2 separate regions of the Mus musculus genome follow, and region 2 is linked to region 1. The links are chromatin contacts, called in public HiChIP or PLAC-seq maps. All regions are on one chromosome and are shown on one strand. The core of a region is the stretch at or near the end of the contact, and the rest is flanking DNA. Distances in the headings are between cores, read along the strand shown.

What was found. HiChIP or PLAC-seq counts read pairs in DNA pulled down with a chosen protein or histone mark.
Region 2: a contact with region 1 is called in an H3K27ac HiChIP or PLAC-seq map of heart atrium, with 22 times the contacts expected there. The contact joins two enhancer-like sites. A contact is called at or near these places in 1 of 484 Hi-C or Micro-C datasets (cortical neurons), 2 of 115 datasets of contacts at active chromatin or transcription factors (embryonic basal ganglia and heart atrium) and 1 of 9 other capture datasets (embryonic stem cells).

The regions. Positions count from the first base shown.
Region 1 is chr8:90,130,147-90,137,900 of GRCm38.p6, forward strand. No RefSeq gene overlaps it. Among named protein-coding and RNA genes, the nearest start is that of Tox3, 210 kb to the right of the region's middle. Within about 2 kb of position 3,030, at least 3 of the 459 cell types and tissues checked have an H3K27ac peak or open chromatin away from gene starts, as enhancers often do. A contact at or near this core is called in heart atrium, where this site is marked.
Region 2 is chr8:90,651,345-90,659,098 of GRCm38.p6, forward strand. No RefSeq gene overlaps it. Among named protein-coding and RNA genes, the nearest start is that of Gm35850, 86 kb to the right of the region's middle. Within about 2 kb of position 4,842, at least 19 of the 459 cell types and tissues checked have an H3K27ac peak or open chromatin away from gene starts, as enhancers often do. A contact at or near this core is called in heart atrium, where this site is marked.

The sequences.
Region 1 (7,754 bases), core at 1,780-4,279:
TGCCTATTCTGACCCCTTCCAGAGCTAAACATTTAAAAACTAGCTGAACATACATCCTCAAACTTGTGCCATGCATTTACATAGACATCTAGACATACACTCATGCATCCTCCTCCATACCTACCCATCCACATCTATGTTCGTGCTGACAGCAGCTACATAATCACAGACCTCCAGTGTGCAGAAAGAAGGTTGCAAGCGGCAACTTAAAATGAAGAGGCTCCCTCTCAATTCACCATGGGAATTATTTGTACGACATGTGCTTCATCATTGCCCCCTCAGAAAGAACAGCTTCCCTCCTGACCCCGAGAGGCCCTTGTCTTTCATAGACACTGGGAGAAAATAGAAAAGCAACTGATTTGACAGGAGACATGATATCGCTACACTCAACCTATACACGTACAAGGCTTTTCTCCTTATTGTTGTAATGGTATACAGATTTCTATTAGCTTGGGAGTTAACTCTTATTCAGTCCTCTGTTTTACCCTAAATCAAAAAGTTTCTGCTTGCCCAACCAACAACGACCCTCACCAGTCCCGTAGGAAACACTACGCACTCCTCACTGCGGCATGCTGTCTGTGGTGCCTCTTCTCTACGTTCTTTTTAAACCATCGGCAAACTCATCTTTCCCCAGTGCCTTGTATCAACGAAGGCATTTCAGGTCTTAGAGGAGAAATGGAAACAGCTCATGAAGACAGACTCCCAAAATGATGGGGGAGGTTCCTGTGAGTTCACTAAACACTGTGCAAGCTCCACACTCTGCCCAGAACGGACATAATTTAAGGCCTCAGGAATGAACTCAAACTCTAATAAAACAAATATTTCACAGTTCATTTAATCCAAGATATTGAAAAGACCTGCAGAACCTTGGGGTTACCTGCTCCCCAGGGATGCTGCAGTGTCTGAGAAATACAGATGCTACCCTCTCTCTGCATCTCAGCAGCTGCTGTACCAACACCAGCCTCCCTGTTCTTTCCCTTGTCTTCTGGAGCCATTTCTGGATTCAATCCAAAGGAAGCTGAGGTGGGGCTTTCTTCTCATAGTTACATCATTGAAAGACATAGAGAAGTTTGGCTGGGGAACAGTCATCAGAGTCCAAACAGACATGACTCCTTCACTAGTTATTGAATGCCTACCATGTGTTGGAACTGTCCCAAATGCTAGAGATATAGGCATACACAGACCGAGGAAACACTCCAGCTTTACAGATCTGATATTGTAACTCATAAAAGAGACAAAAATATGAAAGACATCATGTATTGTACAGTTTAAATGCTGTGGATAAAGTTCTTCAACAGTATTGGGAGCCCTGGGGTAGAAGTATTAAGAAATAGAGACAAGAAAAGACTCACTGCATTTAGTAAAACATTTACTTAACTAAGGCTCTAGTTTTAAATGGCTCTCAATCAGTTCAGAATGTAAGTGAACTGAGAGTGTCAGCTCTGGTATGAAGATCTAAGGTCCCTAACCTTTGCTTCTAGAAGGAACCACCATCTGCATCATGGTTGACTACCAGTGAAGCAGCCATGTTCTTGCATGATGCTGGCCCTGTTTGATCCTTTAGGAGGAGGTAATTAGCAATCACAGTCCACTAAGTCTCTTCCTTAAAGACTTTAAGACTTGAAACCTAGAAAATAGAAGTCAAACATTGTCCAGGCACTAACGCTTGAATATAAAAATCAGGAGTCATAGGTGAACATGTTTCCTATACTCTGAAATGATAGAACTTGAAGCCAACATTTAGGGAGCTGCAAACGCAATAGTAGAGTATTTTATGATGTATCCTAATTCATGGTTAACATGGAATCCACTCTACCTCAGATTGTAGAACATTTTGGCATATTATGACGCTTTAGGGGGCAGGGCTTAGCTAAAGAACGTAGGTGACTGGAGTTGAGCCCTGGGGGCCAAATTATTCCTGGACCCTTTTGGGAGGCCACAAGTCAACATCAGATCTTCTCCTGGATGTGCCTCCATTTCTGAACCATGATATTCTGTTGAAAATGTAGCAAAATAAGTCTCTCCCCCTTTTCCTGTTTCTGTCAGGCTTTTTGTTAGAGTGATAGAAATAAGGAAGGCACTGGGGAGTCCCACTGGTCCCGGCCCATACCTAGAGGCTTGTTTAACCATTTCTTGGATGGAACTAATCATGAGTAGAGCAACCAGAGTCTGATGAAGACATAGGCTAGGTCACATGGATAGGGTAACAGAGCACAAATTCACAGTGCCACAGGAAGTAACTGTGGGTCTTCCATTGGATTGTAATTCCTGCACAAAGCCAGTGGCTTGTCATTTTGTCATTGGGACTGGCTAAGAAAACAACCAAACACTGCACTTTCCATATTGTTTTCAATGTTTTCCTGCCCTCAAAAAGGCATGCACATCTGTATGAATATAGATACTCTTGAATGTATTACTAGAGGACCAGACCTAGGTGACCTTTCGCATCCATCCTCATGGGATATGACATAATCTATTCTACTTTGGAAGCTGTTTACAGAGATAGGGGCCTTATTATCACCATGTCACCTTCTATTATATGATACCTTTGACGGGGATTTGGGTGTTTTCACTTTCTAAGCAGCTCCTGAGTGGGGCAACCCTCTGATAGGAATGTGTGAAGTCATACTCCAGGACTTCTCCGTCACATAGAGAAAACCCATAGCACAGCCAGGAACATTCTGATCTGAGTATTGGCCTCTTGGCCATTCCTTAAAATGTCATCTCAGGGTTTTGTATTTGTTGGGCCCTTTGGCTGGGAACATCTTTCCCTTAGACATAGCTTGATCTCTTGTTACCAGTAATTCCTAGAATGTCTCTTAATCACCAGACTTTCCCCACTCTCTCTATCTAATATTTTAAACCCCTGACCCACACCGATATCTTCCCCTCTCCACTGTTTCCTCTCATTAGCACTTACCATTCCCTAATGGGCTGTGTATTTCGTTCACTGCATTATTATCAACATTGCACCTCTGTGCTACAAGGACAGGGATGTTTATCCAATATGCTCGTAGCAAAACTCACAAGGCCTGGAAAGGTCCTTGGCAGGATGAGGCAGTCTGACACTTACTGAGGAAATGGACAGCGCCTTGGCTATTTCTACAGTGACTGGTGTCTCAAGAGTCATATTGAATCTTGATCTTAGGAATCCATTTTTCCAACAAGTTAGTGAGCCTCTACACAATATCCAAACACAAATGTCTTCCATCTGTAAATGTAACTTTCACTCTGTAGAATTGTCATCTCTGAGGCTTACTACCTCTTGTCTCCTTACCTAGGCCTAGTCCTGGAAGCTTCTAGACTTTGTACATCTTATCTAGGCCCAGAATGTTTTCAGCCTCTGATATTTACTGCTGAATATGCTCACCCTTTCTTGTTCTTTCTGAACTCTGGTTGGTTCAGCTCAGCTGCTCTAGTTCAAACTCCTCTTCTAGCTTACTGATTCCATCTGGCTTCTTTCTTATCCTCTGACTGAATTGCCCTGCTTGGCCTCATACTAACTTTGGCAATAGGCTCTAATTTTCTGGCTCCTCATTTCTCTGGCTGCTCTGTTTTCACCTGTGTCTAGCTTGTTTTCTCCCTGCAACCCATCTCTCTATAACTGGTTCTGTAAAACTGCCTCTTTCCTCTCTACTGCTCTCTCTTAAGTCACCTCTCTTTCCTTTCTGTTCTTGGGAGAGCTGAGCATCTCTTGTTCTGTCAAATCTTTCTCTGATCCATTACTTTGTCTGTGACTCAATTAAACATCACATTCAAACATGGGTGCTTTCTTCTACAAATTAATGCTATCTTCATTGTTTGAGATTAAAGATGTGTACTAAGGGAATGTCCATATTCCAGCCAGAAAGATTAAAGGTGTGTCTTAAGGTTGAGCCACACCACAACTAGAATAAGGGTTTTCCAGTAAACAACACAACCTTGGGGGTTCATACTGTGATCAAATATCCTGCAACATCCAACCGAACAGATTTCAAGCAACTTCCAAAACATCTAAAAATGTTTATCTTCCTGAGACAAGAAATAGCCTGGCCAAATCAAACTCAAGACTACCAGTTATGAATTGGCAGGGAGAAAAATGAAAGTGACAAGCCTATCTTGCCTAGCCATGGCTTTCCTAAGCCCCCAAGTCTTAGAACAAAAGCAAAGGGCTTCCCCACTGCCAACCTACCAACATTCTCTGCTTTGGCTTAGAGTCTTTCTAGCCTGAGAAAAATGGACACCAGAGGTGGGGAGTGGCCCTTGCAGGAGAGAGGTGATTCTGCTCCTTCACACAGAAGCCTTATATTTGTGTACCTTACTGACATCTAAATGCCTTCCAGATACCAGGTAGGTATGCGGTCTCAAAGGCCTTCCTAAAAGGCAATTAAGAGATGATACAATACTTCTGCCTTGGGAAAAGAAAAATCATGTTCTGACAGTATTGATAACTCAACTTTAAAAATTACATATTTTTTATTGATAAAATTGTATTAATACTATGCAATGTGGTCTCTGTGTGTGTGTGTGCGTGTGCATGTGCGTGTGTGTGTGTGTGTGTGTGTGTGTGTGTGTTTACCAAGCTATACAGTAGTAGATCTCAACGTATTTCTCCTGTCCAACTAAATTTTTCTGTCCCTCACTGAACACCGTCCCACACTTACACTGCAGTTCTTCCCTGGACACTACCAAGAATAGTTCAGAAGCTGAGTGTTTGAGATTCCACATGTAAGTGAGATGTTTGGCATCTGACTTTCTGTGCCTGGCTTATTTCACTTAGTATAACATCCCACTGATTAACCCCTGTTTCCATGGGAGCTAGCTTTCTTTAGCTTTCTTTCTTCTTTATGGCTGAAAATCTTCATACACAACATTGTCTTTATCCATTCACCCACGGAGGGATTAAAAATGTTTATTGTTTCTGGTCACATCCTTTACTTTCCCCAGCACACATGAAAATGTCCATTTTTATTTTTTTATGTTTCCAGTGGGAATTGGAAAGGGGCTCCAGGAAGTAATCCCTCAAAAATGACCTCATTTCCTTTCAGCTTCCATAATACTGGTTTGTTATATAATCTTGAAGGTTTATTCTCAGCACCAACGTTGTACACATTGATGAGGCCCAGCTCCATGCTGGCAGAGCTGCAGACCCTTAGCATATATTACTTATTCTTACCCAGGAGGATTGGAGTCACCATTAAACCATGTTACCAAGTGACCCAAGAGAAAGATCAAGAAGTCCAGCCTTCTTTTCATTTCTTGTTCATCTCATATGTGAACAAGGATGAAATCTAAAAATTAAATAAATTAATTTTTTTTTCATTTCAGCCCCTATTCCCAGAATGACAGTGCTACAACTAATTTTTTTTATTATTACATACCTAAGCCATAAGCTTTGGCTCATTCCCTGAGTAGCTCGTAATTTATTTAGCCCATTCAAACTATTCCATGTCTTCCACATGGTTAGTTACATCTCCTTCAGTCCCACCCTGCTTCTTCCTCCCTGTCTCCTCAGTGCCTTGCTTTAATCTCCCCCCTTATCTCTCTCAGCGTCTCCTTGAAACTCCCCTAGTGTTTTCTTTATTCTATGCTGAGTTCAACTCTTCTGGTTTATATCTATCTCCTCGCAGCTCTCTTGCATCTCTCTTTTATATTCTATTTTCCAGAATCCTCTTTCCTCCTCCCTGTGTCCCTCTTCCTATTTTCTGCCTCAGCTCACTGGCCATAGCCTTTTTTATTGACAGGTGATGCTTATAAGAAGTTCTCTCTACAGGTGATGCTTCAACATAAATTTCCAATGGTCGCTCCTTGGGATTTCTTCTGTAATTCCCCAGCCACCGCCTTCTTCCTGACTGCTTTACTGAAGTAGACCAGAAACCTCAATGCCTTTTCCACTGCCCCCCCCCACTGAGTAATCTACAGAATCATCACGTGGAACATTCTAGAACTCATCCCTAATCTTATCAATCTTCCATGAGACTCAGTTGCCTACTAAAGCCACAAACCTCTGTCTTGACATTCCATTGTTATTTCTAATCCTTGCTTACAGGCAGGGAATACACCTGGTTTACTATTTTAATCAGGATTCTTCCATCTGGAATCAACACTAAACTGAATGGGAATCTTGTACAACAGGCAGTTGTCAGAACACACAAGACAGCTAGATGTAAATATTCATTGGCTAAACTGGACTTAACATGTATTTGGCTTCTTCTTTACACCTTCCTTCCAATCTACAGACTATATTCTTCTCTGTATCTTTACAACTTTCAACCCTTTCATCTTTCAAAGACACCTGTCTCATAAAGTCTTTGTAAACATGTTTCCAACAGTGTATTGGAAAGTTGTGACTTTCCCTTCCTTTGGGTGAGCAGGACCTACAAAGCCTCCCCCAACCCCCACCACCGTGGCTGCAGGAGCCCCAGGAAAGCTATGAACATGGCCAACACAAACTGTAAACTTACTTGAAACAAGTCTCTCTCTCTCTCTCTCTCTCTCTCTCTCTCTCTCATTTTGCTTTTAGTAACTCAGATGTGTCACAGCCTTGTAGATGACTATGCTGTGTCTCAGTGAAGGTAAGAGGTTGAACACAGCTGAATACATTCACAGCTTTTAACTCTAACACATAGGCAGTAGCATAAAGGATTTGAGGGACTGTCCATAACCAACTCATAGGTGTGGCTGCCTGTGGAATATAAGGATAAACAAGAGGACAGATGCCGAAATTTTAAATAAACATTTGAGAATATATCTGTAGTACATGACTTTAAAAATGGGCATTTACCTAGGAGCCTGGGAGGAAACTGTGAAAGTCTCCAAAAATAAAACCTCTGCTTGATCTCAAGTTACACTTAGTTCTCACTCTCACTAAGCAAAGTGAAATAAATATCCCAGGTAATGTCCAAAGGTGCAGGGCTTAGGGAAACCCTAATTAAGATTCCACGATTGATTTAAAAACAATGTTATGACCCAGAGTGAAATCTGAGAAACATAGCTTACACCTCCATGCATGTGAACAGGCTATACTTAGGTTAAATGGAGACCTAAGCATCTCAGGTATCGATCTATTTAAGATTTCTAAAATTTGCGGATTTTTTTTCAGTTATCTGAAAAACTTAAAATAACTTCCTACAGCCAATTAACATATGAAAAAATCACATATTTGTTTATTTACTGAAGTTCCCTTGAATGCTGCCTTCATATTGTGAGCCACCCAGCTGATCATAGTTTTTCCACCCAGAACCTATCCCAGTTTGCCTTCAGTTGCTGTGACAAACATGACCAAAAGCAACTTAAATAAAGGATTTCATTTACCATCAAGGGAAGCTGGGGCAGAAGCTTGAGGTAGAGACCTCAGAGGAATACTATAAACTGCTTACTGCTTTCAGAAGTAAGTAATGCTTTCTTATATCATCCAAGCCTATCTGTCTATGGATGACACCACCCACCGTGAGCTGGTTCTTCCTGTATTGATTACAATCAACTAATGCCCCCAAAGACTTTCTACATGTCCATCTGATGGAGGGAATTCCTCAACTGCCTTTTCCCTTTCTAGGGTAGGTCAAGTTGATGAGCAAGGTTAGCCAAGCTGTTCACAGAATCCAAATAATTTCTCCATTATCTTTGCATCTATTAACAAAGAGTTAAATATGAGATGTAAGAATAACAACAGACTAAAAGGAAATTTCACCAGTACTAGAACTTCTTCTAAATGTCTGTTGTAGGATCAGTATTATAGACAGATGTTCTTGTTTTAATTATTTTCCACACGCAGG
Region 2 (7,754 bases), core at 3,592-6,091, 520 kb after region 1:
TATAAAGCATAAGCCTCTATAAGGTTCATATCTACCAAAGATGTGCAGAGATCTACCGAAGTGTCCAGAAAACACTTGCACTCAGTATACACTGTGGAACAAAAACATGTGTAGACTAACATACGCAAAGCACTTGACTTAGCCAATGGCCCTATCCAATTTAGCCATCTTACCTTATGCTCTATAAGGTAGCTTTGTCCCACACACCTCAAAAAATTCCTTATTCAAGCTTCATATTTTTAATAAATGCCATCATTCATGTCTAAGGCTTACAATATGCTATTATGGGATGCATGGATAGTGGTGGGATCTATGGTAACCAAACCGATTAATACCAGCCACTTCACAAAACTCCTTTCCCGTGACAGGAGCAACTTGCTTATTCAGCCAAAAGGCCTGAACTGAATTTTGTACACTCAGTCTCCAGACTTGCTTGCCCTGCACATGTGTTGCATCTGTCCTTTCACCTCCTCTCCCCATCACTCCATGATCCCTCGGTGTTATTCTCATCCAAATATGGCTGACCCTTTTTTGTTTAATTTAGATTCCACGTGGGCATGAGATTCTACAGCCGATCTCCTCTCTGGATCTGGTTTATTTCATTTAGAACAGTGCCCTCCAGATCTGTTCATGCTGTGGAAAAGGCAGGGGATTCTCTTTTAAGATTTTAGGGGCCTACAAAGAGTGAAACAGGGAATCGGACCCACTGGAGTCCTATAATTGTATAGGCAGGCGTGAGCTGGGTGGGTTGTTTGAGGGCCTAAGAACTGAACTCAGGTCCTCCGGAAGAGAGAAGCAGGTGCAGCTAGCCACTTACCCACCTCTGCAGCCTCATAAGACTTTACTTCATTTGTATTCATGTATATGTACGTATGTGTGCCTGTAATTGGGGGGAGGGGGTCCACATGTATGCAGGTACTCATGGACCCAATGGAGAATGTCAGATCCCCTGGAGCCTGTTGGCATGGCTTTCAAGCTAACTTTGTCCCACCAGTGTCCCCTTCTCTCGACATACTTGCCTACATTTGTTGTTCCCCATTCGTTGAAAAACTGTCCTGATGCATACAGAGAGACATCAGCCATGGTGGTGCTGCAACCACTAGTGATGTTAATTAGGTACCTTCTGTGTAGCTGGTCCTGAGTTCAATTCCCAGCAATCGCATGGTGGCTCACAACCATCCATAATGGGATTCCATGCCCTCTTCTGGTATGTCTGAAGACATCGACAGTGACTCATATGCATAAAATAAATAAACCTTAAAAACCATTTCATACATATATCCTTTGATCAGTTTTCCCATTATCTTTTCTTCATCCCCCACCCCCATTACATTCCTTCTTCTGAAGCCTCCCTCTGACATTCTTCTTTTTTTTTTCTTTTCTTTGGTTTTTTGAGACAGGGTTTCCCTGTGTAGCCCTGGCTGTCCTGGAACTCACTTTGTAGACCAGGCTGGCCTTGAACTCAGAAATACGCCTGTCACCATGCCTTTAATCCTAGCACTCAGGAGGCAGAGGCAGGCGTATTTCTGAGTTCAAGGCAAGCCTGGTCTACAAAGAGTTCCAAGACAGCCAAGGCTATACAGAGAAACCCTGTCTCGGAAAAAAAAAAGAAGAAGAAGAAGAAGAAGAAGAAGAAGAAGAAGAAGAAGAAGAAGAAGAAGAAGAAGAAGAAGAAGAAGAAGAAGAAGAAAGAAAGAAAGAAAGAAAGAAAGAAAGAAAGAAAGAAAGAAAGAAAGAAAGAAAGAAAGAAAGAAAGAAAGAAAGAAAGAAAGAAAGAAATCCGCCTGTCTCTGCCTCCCAAGTGCTAGGATTAAAGGCCTGTGCCACCACTGCCAATAACAGGATGTTGATGGGCCTTGTCTTGCTCAGGTCTTATGCAGGCAACCATAAGTGCCTATGAGCTCATGGTTGCAATAGACTCACCAGTGAGACAGAACTTCACAGCATCCTCCCCTATCCTTCAGCTCTTTTGTTCTTTCTACCCATTCCTCCGCAGTGTTCACCAAGCCTTTAAGTTTAACATAGATGTTCCATTTGAAAAAAAAAAAAAAACAATGAAATGAAATAAAAGGAGCAGATGTGACTAAAGTATGGAGAAGCGTTTTACTGTAGATATAAGGGAGAAAGCAGGCAGAGGGGTGAGTCCTGGTTGAACATGGCTGGCAGACTAAATGAGACCATGAGAGGAAAGAAGGGTAGGGAGAACCAGAGAGAAGCTGCCAACCAAGACAGGCAGCCCATGCCAAAGGCCATGAGATCTATGGAGCCAAATGGCTGAGTTATATAAAGATCAGGCTCAGAGACCAGAAGTGGAAGCCCTGCCCCTGGGCAGGAGAGGTTTGCAGTAGGGGAGCAGGGTGAAGAGTGATAAGAGGAACCACAGGTACTAGACTCTGGGAGAGATGGGAGGAGCCACAGGACTGATGGATGCTGGGAAAGCTGACCAGTGTTGACTTTGATGTGTTAATAGACGCTACAGTTACCAGTTTTTGGGGTGTGGGATTATAAGACCTAACACTCAATGGTCAATTACTATCAGTGCTTTGACCAGTTTTGAGTCTCTGCGTTAAGCAGCGCTCACTGCAAACAGAAATTTCTCTGACTAGGGCAGACATAAGAGTTCATAAATACCTAGAAGGCCATCTTGAAACCATGTCCACTTAGCAAAGCAATAATATATTGTCCCCCTAGAAATTATCCCTTGCTGGGTCCTGGGTTATCAGGTTTAGAATACCAAGTACGAGTCCTTCCGATGGAATGGGCTTATGTCTGCTCATAAAGGATTTTTGCATTTTGTAAATAAACAAACAAAAACAACCATGCTGCTGTAGTGTGTACGTTTTGCCTGTACATCTTGCCTGGCAGATCATTTCTGTAACTGGTAGGTTCATATTGCGGTAGGACCACTAAATGTCTTTGTTCCCTAGCATCCTGTGAAACGCCTTCTGGCACCGTAGAAACTCGTAAATGGGGAGGAAACTTTCAACTTTCAACTCAGTTCCAGTTCCAGCTTGGTTTCTCTATATCCTGCAACCAACGTGTGTAATACCTTCAGCAATAGGGTCTTATCACCTAGTTCTATGGACAACCAAGAGGAATGACCAAATCGAACATTGTTTGGGGGACTTCTGATGACTCCGGGGCCAACCGGCAGGAGAAGTATCCCACTCTCGGCACTGGGCTTTTGTTTTACAGACCATGGCTTCTAGATGCAGCACTAGTCGACCTTGTCGGCTCCCTCCTTTCAATCACTTTTTAAAATCCACCCCATCTCTGCTTAAACCTTCTGGCTCCCACCATATCCCCTCTCTACTTTCCTAGCATCCACACTGCAAGCTTCCCCTCCTTTTTTTGGTTTCACTGCTTCAACAAATACTCTGAATTTAACATATAAATGTAAAAATTCAAAACTAGGATCCATGAACGAGAGAGAACGTGCACTGTGTGTCTTTCCAGGCCTGGGTCACCTCAGTGTGTTTTGCAACTCCACTCATTTACCTGGAATTTTCATAATTACATTTTCTTACAACTGAATATAATTTCATTTTCTCAACTGATGAATCAGTTGACTGATATCCAGGCTAATTCAACCTCCCAGCTATTGTGAATATGCAACAATGAACATGGATAAAAAAAAGTGTGTCTGTAGTGGAACAGACTCCTTGGCTATCTGCCCAAGAGTGATGTAGCCGGGTCACATTGTCGCTCTATAGCTTTTTGAGCAATGTCCACACTGATTTCCACAGTGGCTGTAGCAGTTTACAGTCCCCCCAGAAGTGTGTAAGAACTCCCCCCTTTTCCCACATCAATACTAGAATTTATTGGCAGCTATTTTCAAGATGATAGTGATAACCATTCTAATTGGGGTGCTTTCAAAAATAGTTTTAATTTGCATTTGCATGATGAATAATGGTATTTTGAACACTTTTAAAATTACTTCCCAGCCATTTTTGAGAACGTTGTATTTGGTTCCAAAGTTTTTTGTTTTTTGTTTTAATTGGGCATTTATTGCTTGGGTTTAGTTTTCTGGGTTTTTTACATACTCTAAACATCAATCCTCTGTCAGATATATAACTGGCTGGGATTTTCCTCCCCCTTCATAGGTTACCTTTTCATACAACTGTTTCCTTTGCTGTACAGAAGTATTTTTTTAATCTATGAAGCCCAATTGTCAATTGTTGACCTTATGTTCTGGGCAACCAGGTTTCTATTTAGAAAGTCCATACCTATGCCAACCTCTTGTAACATAGTCCTTACCTTTCCCTCTACCGGTATTCAGCGTCTGGGGTTTTACATTAAGGTCTTCAATGCACTTGGAATTGATTTTTGTACAGGGTGAGAGATAAGGATCTAGCTTAATTGTTCTACATGCTACACATACACTTTACCCAGAGTCACTTGCTAAAGAAGCTGTCTTTTCTCCAGTGTGCACTTTTTGTCGTCTTTGTACAAAATCAACTGACTATAACTGTGTAGACTTATATCTGCGCCCTCTGTTCTATTACACTAATTTACATGTCTATTTTTGTGGTAGAACCATGATGTTTTTAATAATTACTATGGACTGGAATGTATCTTAAGATTGGGTAGACCAAGTACCGTGTTATTTTAAGTAGTATAACTTGGTGATATAATTCTAAGTCAGGAAGTGGGATGCATCCAATTTCACTTTTCCTTCTCAGTATTGCTTTGGTTGACTGGAGTGTGTATGTGTGTGTGTGTGTGTGTGTGTGTGTGTGTGTGTGTGTGTGTGTGTGTGTGTGTTCATACACGTGCGCATTTAGCATGTTTATTTCTGGAAGTAGTCCCCTTGGTATTTTGATAAGGATTGCACTCTATCCACCACTCTGGATACTATTTTTAATTTCTCATTGCAAGCTCGATTAGAAGATTCTCTAACATGTTTCAGAAAGCAACAGGAAGTAATGAAAATAAACTTACAGTAGCTGGAATACAGAAAATAAAGAGATAACACCCCTTGATCGTCGGGAAGCACTGATTTCCGAGGAAGGGCTATCGAGTAAAACACAGCTTTGTCCTCATCCAGGAAGGTACTGTGGGTCTTGGCCACACTTTCTATTTATGGCTATGCAGATAGGTTGGCTTTATTTTAAAGATTTTTTTTAAAGGATTCCCTTCATGTTAAAAGAGGTTTGGATGAAATGAATCTGTTAGTCTCCCTAGCTCTAAGATCCTGTGTTTTTATGACAGTAAACTCACTCAAACAGCTGTTGTTTTTTAAATAACTAATTAGCAGTACCATAGTTGGCTACTAAAGTTAATTGAAGGGGGAAAAAAGCCAAGTAATAAATTACTTCGACCCATGTGATTGTTTCCTTGTTATAGAACGACAGTAAGTACTCGGAATGGGGTTGATTTGTTATTAAGATCATGATGATACCTACCACTACTCATTGTTATGCAACAGAAACTTTGCTTGGGTTCCTGCCTTAATCTTCCCTGAGTCCATTAAGTAGATCATATAATTTCCCCCATTTATATGTCAGAAAGGCTCAAGAGGTTAACTGAATTTCCCCGAGATTGTAGATAAGTGACAGAGCCAAGATTTGAATCCAGATTGACTTTATGCCAAAACTTTTGTTCTTCTCCATCATACCATACAGACTCCAGACTTAAGGACAAACTCCGCTCATGGGCACAAGCCAGTTTTAATCTACCCTTTGATGACTGACTGACTGGTTGACTCTTTGACAGATCAAATACCTTCCATGCCAAGCCTCCAATAGGATAAGAGAAACCAATTTTCCCACCATTCTCCACTCTGTACATTTGAATAAGTCTTTGTATTTCCCTGCAGGTATAAGACAATGCTCGTTTAAAAGGGATCAGAGATCCATATTTGTCTTTACCCGGTCTCATCCATGATTCATTTTTAACAGAAGCAAGCCCCTCCTCCCCCTTCCCTCTGCCCGTTCCTCGTACATAGCTATATTGCTTGGCTGACTGCACGGATCCTTTGACAAAGCATGTGTCACTCTCACAGCTAATAGATTGATATGATAGCAAACAAATGTCTTTCCATTTGGAAGAATTTATACTTGAGAAAACACCTTTCCCCCAGGACCCTCTACTTATCCATGAGGATGAATCATGGGGATGGGTACAAGACAATCCCTACAGAGAGGTTTTTCAAAACCAGCTTTGATTGGTTGGCCTTCAGCTAGGTTTTTTTGCTTTTTTTTTTTTTTTAAGCACCTACAAATTAGGCATGCCGATTATCTTTTCAAAGTCTTTCTGGCTTTGTTCATTTTAATGGCAGAATAAGACAGCATTTAGACCCAAACACTTTCCCGGCAGTGTGCAAGCTGGGCCCTAAACATTTACCAAGAAATCGTCCCAGGGTCCAGTCGTCTTTCAAACAGAAACAGTGTTTAGCTACATAGAAATCACTTTAGGACAGAGCTGTTCCAACAGTCGCTGTGCCCACAGAAAAGGATTCTATTTTGGCTAGCAAATACTTGCAAAAAAAAAAAAAAAAAAAAAAAAGCCTTTCTAGCTATCCATGGGAAAGGAGTGAGTGCCCCCTGGTGAAAATGTGGGAAACGCTTCCATATGTTGTTTTTGGCTGGCAAGAAGGTGCAGATGTCTTCACAATAAAAATATACTCGCTGAGAGTGCTCATATCCTTGAGAAGAGCTGGCACCGTTTGCAGGACTGGATCTAAAGGTGACAAAGGCATACAAAGGAAGCAGGACAGAGGGCCTACACCAGAACAGACAAGTTGGAGCCACAGGTGAACCCGAATTTAAGTGTCTCTTTCTGGCTTCACCAAACCTACCCTCCATCTGTCTCCACCCTCTTCCTTGTCCAGGGGAGCCAACCTATAGGACTTTATTATGTATCCCTTGGCCTTCTGCCCTCTAGTCAGGTTTACCCAAGGGGAGGCACTGGCTGGTGATGGAGGAGGAGGTATAGGAAAATGTTTATTCCCAGGCTCCATCCTTCCAGTACATTTGGAAGGTACTGTCTCCCCTTTCCCCTGCCACCACCACTGCCCATAATCTCAGCAACTCCAGACAGCTGTTCTATATAACTTTCTCTTGAAGGTCTGGTGCCCTTTAAGCATATGGTGGTTAGAGCTCCTCACTGTTGCTGGCTTGAAGTACTTCACCATTCTCCCAGAGTTCCCTTCCTGCTACACCCACCTTGGTTAAAACAAAACAAGTTCAGACAGCAAAAATGCACACTGACAACCTTTATCAAGGTACCATCTCCTTTCCAAGTTTATCCTGACTGGTGCACATGCCACGATTTCTATAATATGCCTTTAAAATGCAGGTAGAGTGCTACACGCATAGAAGCTCAGAAGGAAGCTGGAAAGGATGCTGAGGCAGGAGGATTGTGAGTCTGGGGCCCAACTTGGACTGCGTAGCAGGACTCTTATCTCAGACAAATAAACAGTAACAACATACAATATACACAAAACATAAATGCAATAGACATCTAGATTTGTGTAGCACCAGGGACCCCTAAATCTCCCAGTCATTGTAGGCTCCAAATCACCTGGACAGAAGTGAAGTTAAAAAAAAAAAGAAAAAAGTATGGCCAGCTGTACAAAGGTAAGGCAGAAATCTCAGTGGTTTTCAGAGTCTTACTTCCTTCCGTGGCCTGTGACATCTTTAGCTCAAAGTCAAAGCTCTGACTTTGTTTTGAGTAGGACGAAGATTCTGTTTACATTTAGCCTTCACCCATCTCTCCAGGGTGAAGAGAGAACAAATTGTCCTGTCAGGAGA